Linked DNA regions of Mus musculus: all the other regions are linked to region 4. Evidence: chromatin contacts called from public Hi-C and promoter capture Hi-C data. All regions are on one chromosome and are shown on one strand. The core of a region is the stretch at or near the end of the contact, and the rest is flanking DNA. Distances in the headings are between cores, read along the strand shown. Region 1 overlaps Gm15518 (a long non-coding RNA gene). Region 2 has its middle 7.6 kb from the start of Gm16619. Region 3 overlaps Bbx (bobby sox HMG box containing). Region 4 has its middle 9.7 kb from the start of Gm19723.

What was found. A called contact is a pair of places that touch in the nucleus more often than the background predicts. Capture Hi-C pulls out chosen DNA fragments and counts their contacts.
Region 1: a contact with region 4 is called in a Hi-C map of B cells, with 1.6 times the contacts expected there. The contact joins two enhancer-like sites. A contact is called at or near these places in 1 of 15 datasets of contacts at CTCF or cohesin (pro-B cells), 8 of 484 Hi-C or Micro-C datasets (B cells, CD4 T cells, Th1 cells and 4 more), 5 of 115 datasets of contacts at active chromatin or transcription factors (CD8 T cells, bone marrow-derived dendritic cells, bone marrow-derived macrophages and 2 more) and 1 of 9 other capture datasets (liver).
Region 2: a promoter capture Hi-C map of adipose tissue shows a contact between it and region 4. The contact joins two enhancer-like sites. A contact is called at or near these places in 3 of 484 Hi-C or Micro-C datasets (B cells, Th1 cells and memory CD8 T cells), 2 of 115 datasets of contacts at active chromatin or transcription factors (CD8 T cells and bone marrow-derived macrophages) and 2 of 9 other capture datasets (adipose tissue and liver).
Region 3: a Hi-C map of Th1 cells shows a contact between it and region 4, with 4 times the contacts expected there. The contact joins two enhancer-like sites. A contact is called at or near these places in 1 of 15 datasets of contacts at CTCF or cohesin (CD8 T cells), 1 of 484 Hi-C or Micro-C datasets (Th1 cells) and 2 of 115 datasets of contacts at active chromatin or transcription factors (CD8 T cells and embryonic stem cells).

What each region holds. Positions count from the first base shown.
Region 1 is chr16:49,764,972-49,768,863 of GRCm38.p6, forward strand. It overlaps Gm15518 (a long non-coding RNA gene), which reads right to left. Exons shown (of 5, transcript XR_003951928.1): 4 at 1-3,770. It overlaps Ift57 (intraflagellar transport 57), which reads left to right. Exons shown (of 11, transcript NM_028680.3): 11 at 1-155. Among named protein-coding and RNA genes, the nearest start is that of Gm15518, 9.0 kb to the right of the region's middle. Within about 2 kb of position 1,525, at least 42 of the 459 cell types and tissues checked have an H3K27ac peak or open chromatin away from gene starts, as enhancers often do. A contact at or near this core is called in B cells, Th1 cells, Th2 cells and 1 more, where this site is marked.
Region 2 is chr16:49,791,039-49,794,742 of GRCm38.p6, forward strand. No RefSeq gene overlaps it. Among named protein-coding and RNA genes, the nearest start is that of Gm16619, 7.6 kb to the right of the region's middle. Within about 2 kb of position 1,658, at least 115 of the 459 cell types and tissues checked have an H3K27ac peak or open chromatin away from gene starts, as enhancers often do. A contact at or near this core is called in B cells, Th1 cells, adipose tissue and 1 more, where this site is marked.
Region 3 is chr16:50,203,514-50,207,222 of GRCm38.p6, forward strand. The region is part of intron 14 of Bbx (bobby sox HMG box containing); the gene reads right to left. Among named protein-coding and RNA genes, the nearest start is that of Gm4827, 130 kb to the left of the region's middle. Within about 2 kb of position 2,443, at least 29 of the 459 cell types and tissues checked have an H3K27ac peak or open chromatin away from gene starts, as enhancers often do. A contact at or near this core is called in Th1 cells, where this site is marked.
Region 4 is chr16:49,963,618-49,967,396 of GRCm38.p6, forward strand. It overlaps Gm5486. Among named protein-coding and RNA genes, the nearest start is that of Gm19723, 9.7 kb to the left of the region's middle. Within about 2 kb of position 2,119, at least 101 of the 459 cell types and tissues checked have an H3K27ac peak or open chromatin away from gene starts, as enhancers often do. A contact at or near this core is called in B cells, Th1 cells, Th2 cells and 3 more, where this site is marked.

The DNA of each region.
Region 1 (3,892 bases), core at 275-2,774, 200 kb before region 4:
CACACACAATAGGTAGGTAGATAGACAGAGAGACAGACAGATACCCTTCATTAGTTTGAAGAAGTAAAAATCACTTCATAGTAAATTTTGACTTAAAAATGCTTACGTTTATTTTTATGTTTAGGAAAAACATATTAAAATATAATTTTAAATCCTAGTACCTTTCTTCCCTAAATTTTTCTTTTTCTTGGCTCTTACTTTCTAGATATATAACACATTTATACACAGACACCTTTGGTGTTCACTAAAACTCCCAATTAGTTTAGATAAGAGAAAAGTTGATTTCTATCATAAACTACCACCCAAGACAATGGCAGTCAATACAATGGCAAGTAAGACAGTTCATTTAATCTATAAAAGGGAGTAATCCACAGTGGGATGATAGGCAATATGGAGCTCCTCTGCTGTGCTCAGTGCAATAGCCAAATAGAAAATGTGAAACAACTTCTTTGCCTAGGTTCTGTTGTAGCTGTGGATGCCAGAGGTCAACATGTGTCATTTTTGAGATAAGGTTTCTCACATGGATGTCACCAATAGCTTCATTGACCAGCGAGTTCTAGGGATCTCCCTCCCTCCTCCTCTATCTCCCAGTGCTGGGTTCGCAAGCACATTTGACCACAGCAGGCTTTGTAGTGGGTGCTGGGGATCTTCCTACTGCACGGCAAGCCGTTTACCTACAGAACCACCCCCCTTCCCCATTCCCTAATTATATGCTCTGCAAGGGTCTAGAGCATTGGTTCTCAACCTGTGAGTCAGGCCCCCATTTGAAGGTCACCTAAGACCATTGGAAAACAACAGATACTTACAGTCTGTAACAATAGCAAAATTATAGTTACAAAGTAGCAATGAAAATAATCTTACAGTTGGGGGTTACTACAACATGAGGGACTGTACTAAAGGATCACAGCATTGGGAAGGTGGAGAACCACTGGTCTAGAGGCAGGGACTACCCAACTACAAGTCTGTGCAATGCCTAGAATTCAAACATTGATATCTAAATTATCTTCTTAGAATTTTTTTAAACAAATGAAACCAACGCATTCCTTTTAGAGAACTGATTCCTAAACTGGGAAGGAAAGTATATATGTACCAAAAATGTCTGGCTCTGCCATAAAGTACTCAAAGTATGTTGGGGAAATATCCAATGAACAGCCAGATACAGAGACAAGTTGAGCATCATAATAATGAACTGTATAACCACAGGCCCATATAGATACGACTCCTTACAATAGGATGTCTGATGTGTGACAACGTGGATGCTGCACTTAGAAAAACACCAGCTGCAGGTACCATGCTAGCTAATTGGAGGGAGAATCATCAGTGAATGCCGAAACGACTAGGGGGAAGCTCGATGAGAAATGGGGTGACTGCATGGTTTCATTGTAGAAAAAGTAACCCACAAAGAGAGAAAACTGTCAATATACACTGGAAAATCCGGTACATACCACTTACATTAAGTTGATCAAAGTTAACATCACCAGTCTTGGACAACTACCGTTTACCACCTGAAGAGGGCACACAGTTGTTGGTCATACTGGAGATGCATAGCCTGAATATAATAACAAAATGACAGCCACGTCCCAGTTGAGAGGCTTGTACAAACAGCCTGTGTGCTTCAAAAGTGACTAGATGAGGTACAAGGACCAAGGAATTGTCCCTGACTATAGGGGAGAGCAGAAGCATGACACCTGAACACAGCACTGCTCTAGATTGGACCCTGGATCAGTAAGGAGATGTAGACTGGTGCTACAAAGTACATTTTAGCACAAAAGGAAAAGGTTGGGTAAGGTCTATACTTTAGAAAATTGCATCTTAATTTCTTAAGTTGGTTTTGAGCCGTGGTAATTGAAAAGAATTTATGTAAAATAGTACACATAATGATTTAGCCATAAAAGGGCATCATGCCAGCAGTGTAAATGGTTCAGGAGACGACTATGTGTGTATTGGGGGGAGGGGGAGCTAGAGTTGTATATAGAAAGATGAAAGTGATAAGTCATGACATAATAGTTCAATCCTGATTACCTTGATTGGATTCTGGCCCACATACAACATGTTCCATTACTATGTACAACTAGCATGTTAATTTAAAAACCTAACAGGCAGTATGGTTTTTGGATGCTATTTCTCAAGTCTCTACCAAGCAGGTGCCTAAGATTATGCTAAATTTAAAAGAATCACCATGACATAATATTGTTAACTAGTCATTAAAAGCTTTCACTAAAAAAAAAAACAATAGAAATTATGATAAATTGTTACCATATTGAGAATCTGGGAAACAGATATGTAGAAATCTGTTGAACTGTTGCAGCTCTCCTGTAAGTCTAAAGTAATAGTTCATACAGGTGACATGCAACTGGGCAGCCTCTCCCCCGAATATACCATTCATTTATTAGAACAATATGATCTTCCGTTGAGATGCTGTAGTTCACCGATAAAACAAAGTTATAATTGTATTCACTGATCAAATTGAACAAATTCTCAATCAATCCAAACAAGGTTTCTCCACCTCCCCCTTTCCCTTTCCCTTAAATTTGCAAGCAGTGCTTAGGTTTTTACTTTTGTGGTTTGTTTTTTAAGAGTATCAGAACCTCTGTTGGAAGGGTTCACAGAGAACATGCCCATGCAAATAGGTATGAGAACCCTATGTCATCTGGTGCTATGCCCCATCCCTTCACGGGTTTCAAGAGAGCCTGTGTGAGAACACGAGACGCCTGTGGATTTGGCTCAGAGCTCCCAGCATGGATGATGAGCAGGCACTCTGTGCTCCCTGAACACAACACAGTATGAAGATGTAGGCTTCCAGATGATCCACTGGCCATCCTAAAATTGGGCCAGACGCTGTTCTTAAAATTTGTGTACAAGTAAGAAAGGTCTTGAGAGGACTAAGAGTGTAGCTCAGTGGCAGAATGCAAGGTTATCATGCAGAAGGCAATCTGTTGAGGTCCTAGCTACAACCCCCGTTAATATGTTTTATATATTTAAAACAATGTTACAATAGAATTTTAGAAGGTGGAATTGTGTGACCCTGTTTGTGAAATTACAGTGATTATAGCTTCATTTTTTTCCAACTTAATGTGTCTAACAACTACAAACCTTAAACTGCTTATTCTTAAATTAGAAATTTACTCTGTTAAATAAATAAGAATGATTTGAATTCACATTTTTATAGGCTGTTTTATAGAATTTAAAATGCAAGAGGGAGAGCAATGGCCACCTCATATTAACAGATCTAAGTAATGCCTCGAGCATTAGAATCCTGTAATTGTGTAATTTTAATTCAGGCACAAAATTCTAATCTGATTTATGGTTCCACTCTTAGCACCTTGTTTCAACCCAGAGTGTCCCCTTTATTATCTGTCCGTGCCCTACGTAGTACACTAACACTTTCAAACTGGCCATCAAACTGCCTCCGTCAGCCATCATCTGCCCAAACTGTTGCTCTGGGCTCTTGGATGGCTTCAAGGTCCTGTGCATAGTCTCTGGGCTCTTGGATGGCTTCAAGGTCCTATGCATAAACCCTTTTGTATAACTCGGAAGTTACTTCATGGCTGCTACTCTCCTGCCCTGCAAAATATTCTCTGTGCTAACAGCTGGGAAACTCTCCATTGCCTGGGCATCAAAATCAAGTGGACAGCTTAATAAAAATACCTATGTGCCCCACCCCCACCCCTATCCAGAACTAAGCTACTTACAATTGGCAGGGGCAGGGAAGGGATGGCTGGTTTGCATGAGAATGGCCTCATTAGGCTCCTGCTTTTGACTGCTTGGTCCTGTGGGTAGAGATGTTTGAGAAGGAGTAGAAGTGTGATCTTGTTGCATGTGGTTTGTCACTGGTGGTGAGCTTTGAGGTTTTAAAGGCCTATACCGCTCCAGTTGGCTCTCCCGCCGCCAT
Region 2 (3,704 bases), core at 408-2,907, 170 kb before region 4:
CAACTGAAGCACTGGAAAAGCCAAGAGAGAAGCCAAAGAGAGAAAAAGATAGAGGAAGTGATAAAAAGGAAGAAAAAAACAAGGGTGGGGACAGAAAGTGACTGAAGGGAATTTACTTAGCAACACAGACCTTAGCTACACTTACACTGCTGACCTCTGTTACGGAGAGACGCTCTGCACAAACTGCAAACCTCACTAGGAATTCCCCAGGACTCCTTGGGAGTGGTCAACAGCATCCTCTTTGGTAGAGGACAGGTTTCCTTTCCTTCTTGTGTTAACCCACAAGCCTACCCTCCATGCTCTGGAAGGCTGAGTTTTTATCCACTCGTATTCTAATCTACTTCCTCCAAGTTCACCTAACTCTCTGAGCCCTACCACTGTCCTTACAGTGGGATAGTACCTATAGTACACTGAGCCAAAACTCCTATATTTTGTATTCCTAAGGTACCACTGAAATGCTTTTCTCTGGCTTTTCCTTCTTGAAGACTTGGGCGATGGTTGTGGCCATGGGGATATTTTATTTTTGTTTCTGTTTTATGCACCATTTTTGGTAAAAAGTATTATTTCAACTTATAAAGCACAGACCCTGTCACTGGATAAAACAGAGACGCCAGAGCGCTTGAGGAATATTTTCTGTGTATTGAAAGTGCTTATGTCCAGAACAGATCAAGGTTATGTTCCTTAATCATCTACCTCTGATGCTGAGAGAACTTCAGACACACTTAAGGGATTCTTGGAATCTCTTATTTTCGAGCAGTAATTTCAGAAGTCCATCAGCAAGACTTTTGAGGCTTCTAAAATAACTAAGTAGGAGACATCAGGAAACGCCATCTGGCCTTTAATTGCTATCTGGCTTTCTCCTAACCCATCATATTCCTATAGTTCCTGAGATCTTTAACATTGTTCTCATGTTTTTCAAAAGTATTTACTAAGATCCTTTCAGCAATCGATCAAAGAGCTAACCATCGTGAATTAGTGTATAATGGTATGTGTACATTAATACACATGAGGCTGCACACAGGGCTCACCACTGAACTAGAAGAGGGGACAGTTTCCCAAGTGATCTCATTGACGGGTGGCAAGTGCCTGACAGGATACACTCACCGGCCAGCTTTGGTGGCAGCCTCTAACCCAGGAGATGGGGTGGGGTGGGGTGGGGGGGGTTGTGAATCTTCCTAGAGGAACAAATATTTTCCATCAATCTCATCTTGGGTTTATTTATCTTTTAAAAAATAAATACCATTTTCAAGAAATGCTATTAGAAGACAGGAACTCTAGAAATATTAGCACACATTAATGTCCATAAGTCAAGGTCCTGAGTTAAGTAAATATTAGAATCATTACTTTCTAGATGGCACCAAGAGAAAGAGAGAAATCATACCGGGGGCTCTGTTTAAAGAGCAGGGAGCTATTTCTGTGGGGTAGGTTTATCAGGAGAGGTGACGTGCCTGGTGGTGCAGACAGGTCAAAGCACAGAAACAACACACAGGGCACAACCTACATTACAGTTTTGCCTAAAGCCTGAGCTAATCTTGAGCTCTGCTTTACCCTCCCACTCAGCAGGGAAAATGCCCAGCTGGGCTTCCAGAGTGGAAGTGAAGTGTAAGGAGGAAGTGGCTTTTAAAACTCTGACGAAGTGTCTACAGTTGTTGTGTGCCAAAACGAGTTTGCCTGGAAATTTTCCCATTCTGACGTCCTTCGGGTTGTCTCTTGGACCCTTCCGTATCGTAGCTCTTGTGTGACTGAAACCTCTGCATAAAAGTTCGTTATCCTATGCTTGGCAGGAGCATGTGCCAGCACCCGTGTGTCCTCCTTCCCACAATGCTTCACAAGAACCAGTAAACGAGTCCTCTATTTATGATCTACAAGCTTTCAACTAAAAACCACCACAGTGTAATTATATAGGCACTTGGAGATGTAATACACGACCTGTAACCCCAACCTTAGCCTGTGCCCCCTTCTTTTTTGATCCAATTTGAAACTTTTGTGAAGTGATTGACTGCAAAGGTGCCCTCTATTAAGCAAGTTCTAGAAGGTGTTTTCTGCAAAATGAAATGTGTTCCCATTTAAGCTATCCCTAATAGGAATTTTGCTTCTACTCACCCTCCTGCTGTGAGTGAGGCTACACGCCTATGAGTCAGGACCCTCTCTCTCCCACCTTCCAGGAAATCCAACTTAGAGTTGGCAGTTCTGCTCTACACAACAAAGACCTGTATTATTGCGTCTCAGTGTGAAACTGTGGAAAGATTTCAATATCACCTCACAGTTTGGACAGCATTCACTTTAACCCACCAATAAACCTGTGAAGACAGAAGACTGGTTACATATGTCATTCTGTTTACCAACTTTACTCTATGGATTAATGTCTTTAAAATTGAATCCATTGTCTTTAAATAAAACTGAATCCATCAGTGAAAAAGAAACATTACATGGGCCAGCAATGATGCTGAAATACCTATTACTGCTTTCTGTAGCATTCACCATCAATGCTTTCCTAGCCTTGGAAATCCTTGTTTGAGAAGAATTTTCTAAGCATCCTTAACCCCATTAGGTCCAATAAGGAAGGCCAAGAGCGGTGAGATGTTAAAGGTCCTTGTTGAATGCAAGGTTACCATGGAAAACAAGATTTTAAAAATGAAAGTGAAAAGTGAGGGATAGATTAGTGAGTGCACACTTGCTTTTAGAGCAAGTGGGAAGACTTGAGTTCAAATACTCAGAACCGTGCGAGGCTACAAGTGATAGCATCGATCTGTAATCCTCGCACATCAATGTGCTGACGTAGGAGTGGAGAAGCCCCTCCCTGAAGCTTGCAGGCCAGCTAGCTGGTATTTACAGTGGGGAACAACAAAAAGAGACACCCTGTCTCGAAAAAAGGTGGAAGAAGAGGCTACTGAAGAGGTGCTCACTGTCCTCTCGTAGCACGCCAGTCCCCTGCACACACACACACACACACACACACACACACACACACACACACACACAGTCCAAAGTGGTGAGAAAGAAGAGTTGTTGCCTGTGAATGGAGAATGAATCATCTAATAGAATGATTCTGAAAGACTAATAGCAAAGCATCCAACACACAAGCATGGCACTCCTGGGCTAACGGATAGTACCAGCCAGAGGATGATGGAGACACTGGAAAACTTTTGGACAGTTGTGTATCTAGACACTTCGTGGGTACCAGCTTCAAATTAATTCCAGGAGGGCTTAATCCCTAGGGAAGGCAGTCACCTGCCTCCATAAATTTCCATTACAGACAAATGAGAATGGTTTGGGGGCTTGGAGGTTTTATACATATTCAGAAGAAATAGACTTTCCGTATCTTCAGTATGCTAAATATCCTTCTATAACCTCTAGACACATATAGTACAGAATATATATGAACAAGAACAGTAGCCATGAGTAAAAGCTTTGAAAACTGATTCAGGCTCCTGCTCCTGGAAGTACATTTAGGGGAACCAATGTACTTGGCACTTTTGGAATTTCCAATAAATGGCCCCACTTAACAGCTAGTTTTAAAGAGACTCTAGTGTTAGTATTCTGGTCTGATGAGGAAACGTGTCCTGGGCTTTCCCCAATAGAAGCACAATGAAAACTCAATTCAAACCACTGCTTTCTTCGAACATATCCTGATGATACAGTTTATATAGACCCAAAACGTAAACACACCACACCACACACACACACACACACACACACACACT
Region 3 (3,709 bases), core at 1,193-3,692, 240 kb after region 4:
TTGAAATTAAAAAAAAAGAAAGAAACATGTAATTACAGTATAGTAATCATTAAAAAAAGTAAATATCCTATGGGACTAGAGAGGCGGCTCAGCACTAAGCCGAGTGGCTGCTCTTCCTGAGGACCTGGGTTTGATTCCCAGCGCCCATGTGGCAAATAATAACCCTCTGGAACTCCAGTCCCAGGGAATTCAATACTGTCCTTGGGCCTCGGAGAACACTAGCACACATGTAATATGCAGACATACTTGAACATAAAATACTTACACAAGGAGGCAAAACATCCATACATCTAAAATAAATAGATTTATAAAAGTAAAAGCAATCAAGTTTCATGATTGGTGCTTTTTTTCTTTTTTCTTTTTTTTTTTATGCCAGTGACTGAGCTAAGGTTTTGGACAGGAAAAACGTTAGTAGTCATTCAATCTCCTAATAGTAGGCACAGAAATCATTTTTGACAAAGAAAAGGGAAGACTAGGTCAGGAAATGACTTGGGAGGCAGAGGCCAAAGGATGTTTAAAGTTGAGGTCAACCTGCTCTACAGAGTGAGTTTTAGAACAACCAGTGAATCTTTGTCTTGAAAAACCAACCAACCAACCAACCAACTAAACAAAAACAAAAATATATGTACAGTATAAAAAAAAAGAGCAAGAGAAAAATCTAGTAAGAACAGCTCTAAGTGTGTGAAACTCACTGCTGGTATAAATACTCCTCTAAGTCTAATTGAAAATTTTAATCTAGCTCTATAGTGATTTTAGATATAGCCTTGACAAAAGAGGACTACAAATTAGAGATTTTTTTTTTTTGCCCTGGAAATCATAGATATCTGAAATGAAGAGGTTGATTCATACTCCAAACACATAGGAAAATTACTACAATTCCACCAAAATAGAGTATGGACTTCTTTTTGGCCGTGTATCAGTATCTCAGTACTGCAACACAAATGGCTGTGTGGGGACAGGCTTAAGGCAGCAATTACTGGTTTCACAGCACTGCCTCAAAACACCCGGTAAGCATGCCTCTAAGCACTATCGAAAGTATGGACTCCACAATCAGAGAAAAGGCCTTCTTATAATTTAGACCTAGTCCCAGGTTCAAGAGCAGAATAGCTTTCATCATAGGTACTCAGGCTTAGACTACTGGTTCTTTGCTTCTTAGCTTAGCATGGGCCAATGGAAATATATATGTAAGCTCTTTAAATATAAAAGCTTTAATAAAAAAATTTGCTACAATTTAGTTAGGAATAATTCAAGTAAGTTTAATGACTAGATAGCCTTAAAACTCAAAGCTTCAGACAAGGTGAAAGAAGCCCAACCTGGATTTGCAATGAACATCAAATAATGTCTGTTGCACTTTCATAAGCCTCAGCTTTGCTTATCCCTCCTGTCACTCTGGAGGGATTTCTGCTCAACTCCCCAGTGCCACTGCTACTTCACAGGTGGGGATCCCCAAAACATACTCATTTCCCTTTGCTAAAAAAAATCTAAAACGTGTGGTAAGAAGTGCAAAGCACAGGGTCCAACGGTGAAAAGAAAATTGTGTTAGGAAAAGAAAAGGCCAAGTGGTTTGTGAAACATCATCTGACTTCCTGAGATAACAAGATTTCAGAGAATCCAGCCACAGACACAAGGACTCATCTCCTCTTGAACTGCAGTTTACTAACTGTGGGACCATGTGTTTCTACATACAGATGTGAACTGGGCTGGGTTAACTCTAAAGAAGACACTCAGACCTAAAAGGGTAGTTTCGCCACATAGCCTACACTAACAGTTTTATAGAAAATAATGGTGTTGAGAAGAAGAAGCATCTTTGTCAGTCCAGGGTCCCAATTAGGAGGGACACTTGTGGATTAGCATTGTTTTAACTTATTGATTTTCACTGGTGAGCCCTGAGGTAACAGCATTCTACTAAGTATTGCTCTTTTGAAAGTCTCTTCAGATGACCCTGATAAAGACACATTAGAGACCAAAGGCATGGCTGCTAAAGGCCAGGTACAGGAGGAGAATTCAGGTCCACATGCAGACAGGAGTAACAGTCAAGTTCTAGATGTCAGCTTATTAGGAGAAAGCAAAGAAGTAACAAGTTACAGACTAGGTGCAAGGCAATGTATAATATAGTCCCATGGGAACTCTGTGTCAGCGCCCCCGAATGAACTTACACAGCTAAATCTATTATTGTTATTATCATTTCACCTAAACCTAGTATCAGATCTAGAAGAAATCATAGACCCTGCAGATTATTCATACCTGACAAAGGTATGGAATAAGAGCTAAGACCGTGTTAGAGAGGTAATGAATGGAGAGCTAAAGGTCTCACTTGCCCCACACTTTGCCTTGATATTAAATCCAGAAAACACAGCTATGCACAGAGGCCTATGTACAGGGTCACCCCCTCAGGGACAATCTACTAAGATGGAAGACCTGAGGACAGTAAGGGTGAGTCAAATACATAGTCCTCTGTGACAAAACAGTACTCAGCCACACCAACCAAAGCAAAGTAAGTGAGAGGCAGGGCATGTGGGGCACAAACTCAAACAGCTCGGGAGGAAATCAAGCCTTTCTTCCCCCACTCAAACAAGCGGATGTGTGAGGAAAGAAAGACTTTGCCATCCAAAGCACATTAGTCACTTCTCTTTAGACTTTTAATTGAACACACAAAATTCCTCAGGCACTGGAACAAGTCCACAGGGCTGGCTTTCACACTCGACAATAACCATAGCACACGTGAAGTGCATCATCTGAGGGTGATAATGCCAGCTTACTCCTGGAGCCACATTAAGACGGTGGCAGAAAGAGACGGCTTTGTTTTCCAAAGTGCTCCCCAAATGTGGAAGAGTATTCTTTGGGAAAACAGCACTGTACTTGGACTGCACCCCACGAGGCTACTAGAATCGGGAATTTACATTCCAACTGGGAAATTCAGTTGCATTGAAATCATTATGGCTGTATTTGAAATCTCATTGCCTTTGGTTGGTCTCCCGTGAACTAAAACAAGTCAGATGCTGAATGAAAAGAGAAAGGAATGAAGGAGCCAGATTTATGATTCTGGGAGACTTTGCTGGAGTTATAGAGCTACAGTTCCAAACATGGGAAACAGATCCAGTTAGGGCTGTATGGATCACATTTAAAGATCTCCCTGTACAAACAGGCTGCCTGCCATTAATTCCTGGAACTATATTACAAATTGCAAAGAAACTACTCTGATGGAGATTTTGAACATATCCCTGGCTAGCTTGGCACTTATTAGATAGACCAGGCTTCCCTAAAGTTCAAGGCAACCCCCTCCCACCTTAGTCTCCAGGATGCTAGGATTACAGCAAACCCAATGAGGGCTAAAAGTTGACAGATCTGCTTGGAAAAATGAAACAGTAATGTCCAAAGTGCTTAAGTAGAAAGAATTCTGTTTTTTTCTGTCTTTATCGTTTAATTGACCTACATTTTTTTTTTAAATCAGGTGTTTGGGGCTAATAACTGTCCTTAATTCAATGGGGTCACAATCAAAATTTTAAAACCTCACAAAAAGAAAAGCCCTCTAAGTGTCATTAAGTACTAACTATCATCATACCACCATTGTGGAGTTAAAAATCTTTAGTCACCACATTCCATGGAAAGACAAACTGACTACGGTAGGTCTTCTCAGTTGACAAGAAAAATCTTGCCGATTCTAGGCGGTGGACACGTTCCCCTTCTTTCTGACACATTCTAAAAGTAC
Region 4 (3,779 bases), core at 869-3,368:
GACACCTAAATACAGGTGTCCATGGGGCCAGGGTCTCAGATTCCTATGGAGTGGGAGTCACTTGTGGTTATGTTTGTGAGCTACCGATGTGGGTGCTAGGAACCAAACAGGTCCACTGGGTGATCTTCCCAGCCGCAAATCAATATATTTAATGAATAATTTAAGTAACTTTGCGGGTCCTCCACCCTGAATAGCACCCAGCTGCAACCCCTCCCGCACTGCCCAGGGAGAAGGATAGAGTTAGGAAGACTTCAAAAATATATAGCCTGGGACAGGGCTTCCCCTGCACGGGCTGCAGGAAGTTCCTCGAGCCCCTGGAGATGCTTAAGGATAGGAACTACATGCCTGCACCGAGGCTGGGAATTATAGCCAAGAAGGCATGGACCACAGGAGCTCTTGAGAAAAATGTGGTTTCTCAAGGAGAGACAGGCTGCATGCTAGAAGGAAAACTACAGAGAACCCAACTTGCACACTCAGGGGTCCAAACACAGCAGAGACACCCCCAGGTAGGGCCGGAGTAACAAGCAGCAAGGATAAATTTAGGATGAGTGGGATAGTGGAGAGCTACACTAAGCAGGAGAATCTTGAAAAGGTTAAAATACTGAGATAAGAGGGTTTTTCTCCCCTTAAAGATGTTTAACTGTAGTATTTCCCTTTGAGTGAGGATTAAGTTGCAAAATGAGAGCAGCTATGCTAATCAGGGTGAGATGAGCAGGGGGCCAGCATTTTGCCCTGGGTTTCTGCACACACAGTCTCTGCTGTAGTCCTGTCAGCCCCAAGACACCCTTAGGATTTATGACCTTGGTGTCAAGCCCAAACGCAGCTAAGGCAACGAAGCCAGCAGGGCCCTGATTCCTGCTAACCTTCAAAACGCTCCCACCAGCCTCCAGGGACCTCAAATGCTTCTCATGGAGCGTAGTGGCTTTCTTACTACAAATAGGAAAGGGGGATTTAAAATGCTACCCAACGCACCAGTATGAGAGTATAAATAATGAATGGCTTCCCAACGGTGCTAGATGGATGGTAAATGGGTTAGGCATAGCAGGAGCTTGCAAACCAGGTCTAGCCAGTTCCTGTCTCACTCTCTGATTGCTGCAGATTGCTGGCACACCATTCAACCCACTGTGGTAGGTTTTAGTCCTTTCTGTCCCTTTAAATCATCTATGGAGTAATGTGTGCTGTAGATAAGAAGTAATGTAGATAAGTTGCCGACACTTGGGCCTCAACCAAGACTTGTGAGATCAAGGTCAGTGAGAGAGGAGGGAGGAAGCAGCCATAGCTTTTCCATGGCAGCTCCCCTTAGGAACCCTGAGTTGTTAGGCTCTGCTGCTGGGCAGCTAAAACCTGGGTGATTATATGTCACAACAGCTGATGCACAGACTCTTTAAGTAGGCAGATGACTATGCCTGACTTGGGGTGCTGTTAGAATTCAATGAAATAATATATGAAGCACTGTGCCACATACATTAGTAAATGTTTAATAAATAGAGGGTCTTTTTAAAAACAATTATCATCCTTGTTATTACAGGATGGTCACATTGAAATCCACCAACATCTTGCAGGCAGGACAACGTGTACCTCAAAGATTTTGTGGCTGGGTTGGTGTCACTCCAATGGTAGCATTGCCTGATTACAGAAGACGGTTGGTTCAGACTCCGTCCATATCCCCCACTATATGAAGTCTTAGCTAGGGTTACCCTTAGAGATTCTCGGGAGTTCTCATTGTACTAGGTTTCTACCTCACCCCTGAAATGCTCTCCAGTTCCACTCATCTCTCTTAGTACTCTCTCCTCCCACCTAATCCCTCCTGTTCCCATCCCCACCCAACCCTAGTCTATCTGCAAAATCCATTCTATTTACCCTCCCCAGGAAGAGCCATGCATCCCCGCCTTGAGCTGTCTCTGTTACTTAGTCTCTGTGGGCCTGTACTGTATCACCATTAGCCCTTACTTTACAGCTAATGTCCATTTATAAGTGAGTAAGTACATGTTTGTTTTTCTGGGTCTGAGTTTCACCCTTAGCTCTGGGAAAGGAAGTCCAAAAAGGGAGTAGCCTTTCTGAGTGGGGTTCTCAGAAGCAGAAGGGAAACTTTGAAGGAAAAAAAAAAAAAAAAAACCCCAGCCAACCAAACTACTCATTATTCAGCTTTGCAAATGTGTTGCTGCTCTGGCTGCTGCTGGCACTGTGCTGGAATTAAATTAGAGGAGACAGTTCATTTATAAAACGCCTGTGATGGGCAGGCTCTGCACAGTCCTCTAAAGTGACTGCCGAAAGGGTTATACAAAAGCACAAGAGGACACAGGTCGTGCGGGAGATCCCAGGTCTATGGGGAACCCCTGTCCTTCGCTAAGGAAAGGCAGAGTCAACAGCTGTGGACTTGACCTTCCTCTCTCTCTCTCTCTCATTGGCATGCTGTTTTTACTAAATCAGTCTTCTCTGTGAAATAGGACAGACCTACCACCCACCAGTCATTATCTGTTTGGACAACAGCACACAGCACCTCTCTGACCTTCAGGAACCTCTTTCTCAAATCTAGACTAATATTAAGACCTTTGAAGTCTGCTTCTTCAACGAGGGGCTCATTTAATGTTTGAACTAAAGTCAATAAAATGAGACCAAAGTCCTACGACAGCCCCCATGCCCTCCCCTTAATGGAAACTCCAAAAACACTAGCTTCCAACTGGGACCAGACTTTGAGTCTCTGTTTCCGTGTCAGAGGGATCTGTCAGTGGGGACAACAGTACAGGGGGTTTCATTCCACAAAGCTGTTAAAGAAGAGTCTGCTGGGTTTCCCCTGTAGGTGAAAGCCTGTGGTGTGTATGTTCATGTGTGTAGATGTTTATCCACATGTACACACGTGTGTGCTGAGGCCAGAGGGCAACCTTGATTGTTCCTTCAGTGCCAACAATCTTGGATTGTTCCCTCTCTCTCTCTCTTTCTCTCTTTCTCTCTCTCTCTCTCTCTCTCTCTCTCTCTCTCTCTCTCTCTCTTTCTCTCCCCTTACGTGTGTGTATGGGTGCATGTGTGTGTGTGTGTGTGTGTGTGTGTGTGTGTGTACCTGTGCATTTGATTGTGGAGGCCAGAGACAAATCTCAGAATTTGTCCTTTGCCCATTCTGCACTTTGTGTTTTGAAACAGGATCTCTTGGCTTACCTTACCCACCTTGGGGGTTACATTTGCTCATAGTCTCATAGTCATATTTAGTGGGTGCTGGAGATATGAATCCCGCTCCTCATGCATGCATGACAAGTACTTTAACAACTGAAGCATCACTTCAGGCTCAACTCCCCTCCCCGCACCTTGCTTTTGAGATGGGGTATCTCACTGACTCGGACCACTGGATAGGCCAGGCTGGCTGCCTACCCACTAGGTTCAGGAATCCTTTTACCCATAACTCCCCAGTGCTGGGGTCACAAGTACATGACACGATACTCAGCTGTTTTTTTTTTTTCATAGGTTCTAGAGGATGGAACTCAGGTTCTCATGATTGCAAACACTCCATTAACAGAGCTTTCACCCCCAATACATGAGAGCCTAGAACTCCTCAGTTCCCTAAGGACTATTCAAATAATAGGACGGAAACTGGTTTGGGTTGCTTTTCTGTTGCTGTGTTACAATATTGTAAGCAAGGCAACTTATAAAACACAGCTTTCTTTGGAGGCTTACAGCTTCAGAGGAAGAACTCGTGATCATCGTGCACACAGGAAGCACTTCCTGTAATGGCTGCTCACTAGGCGATTACTAGGAATTAATGCAGCCGAGAAGATAATCAATAGATG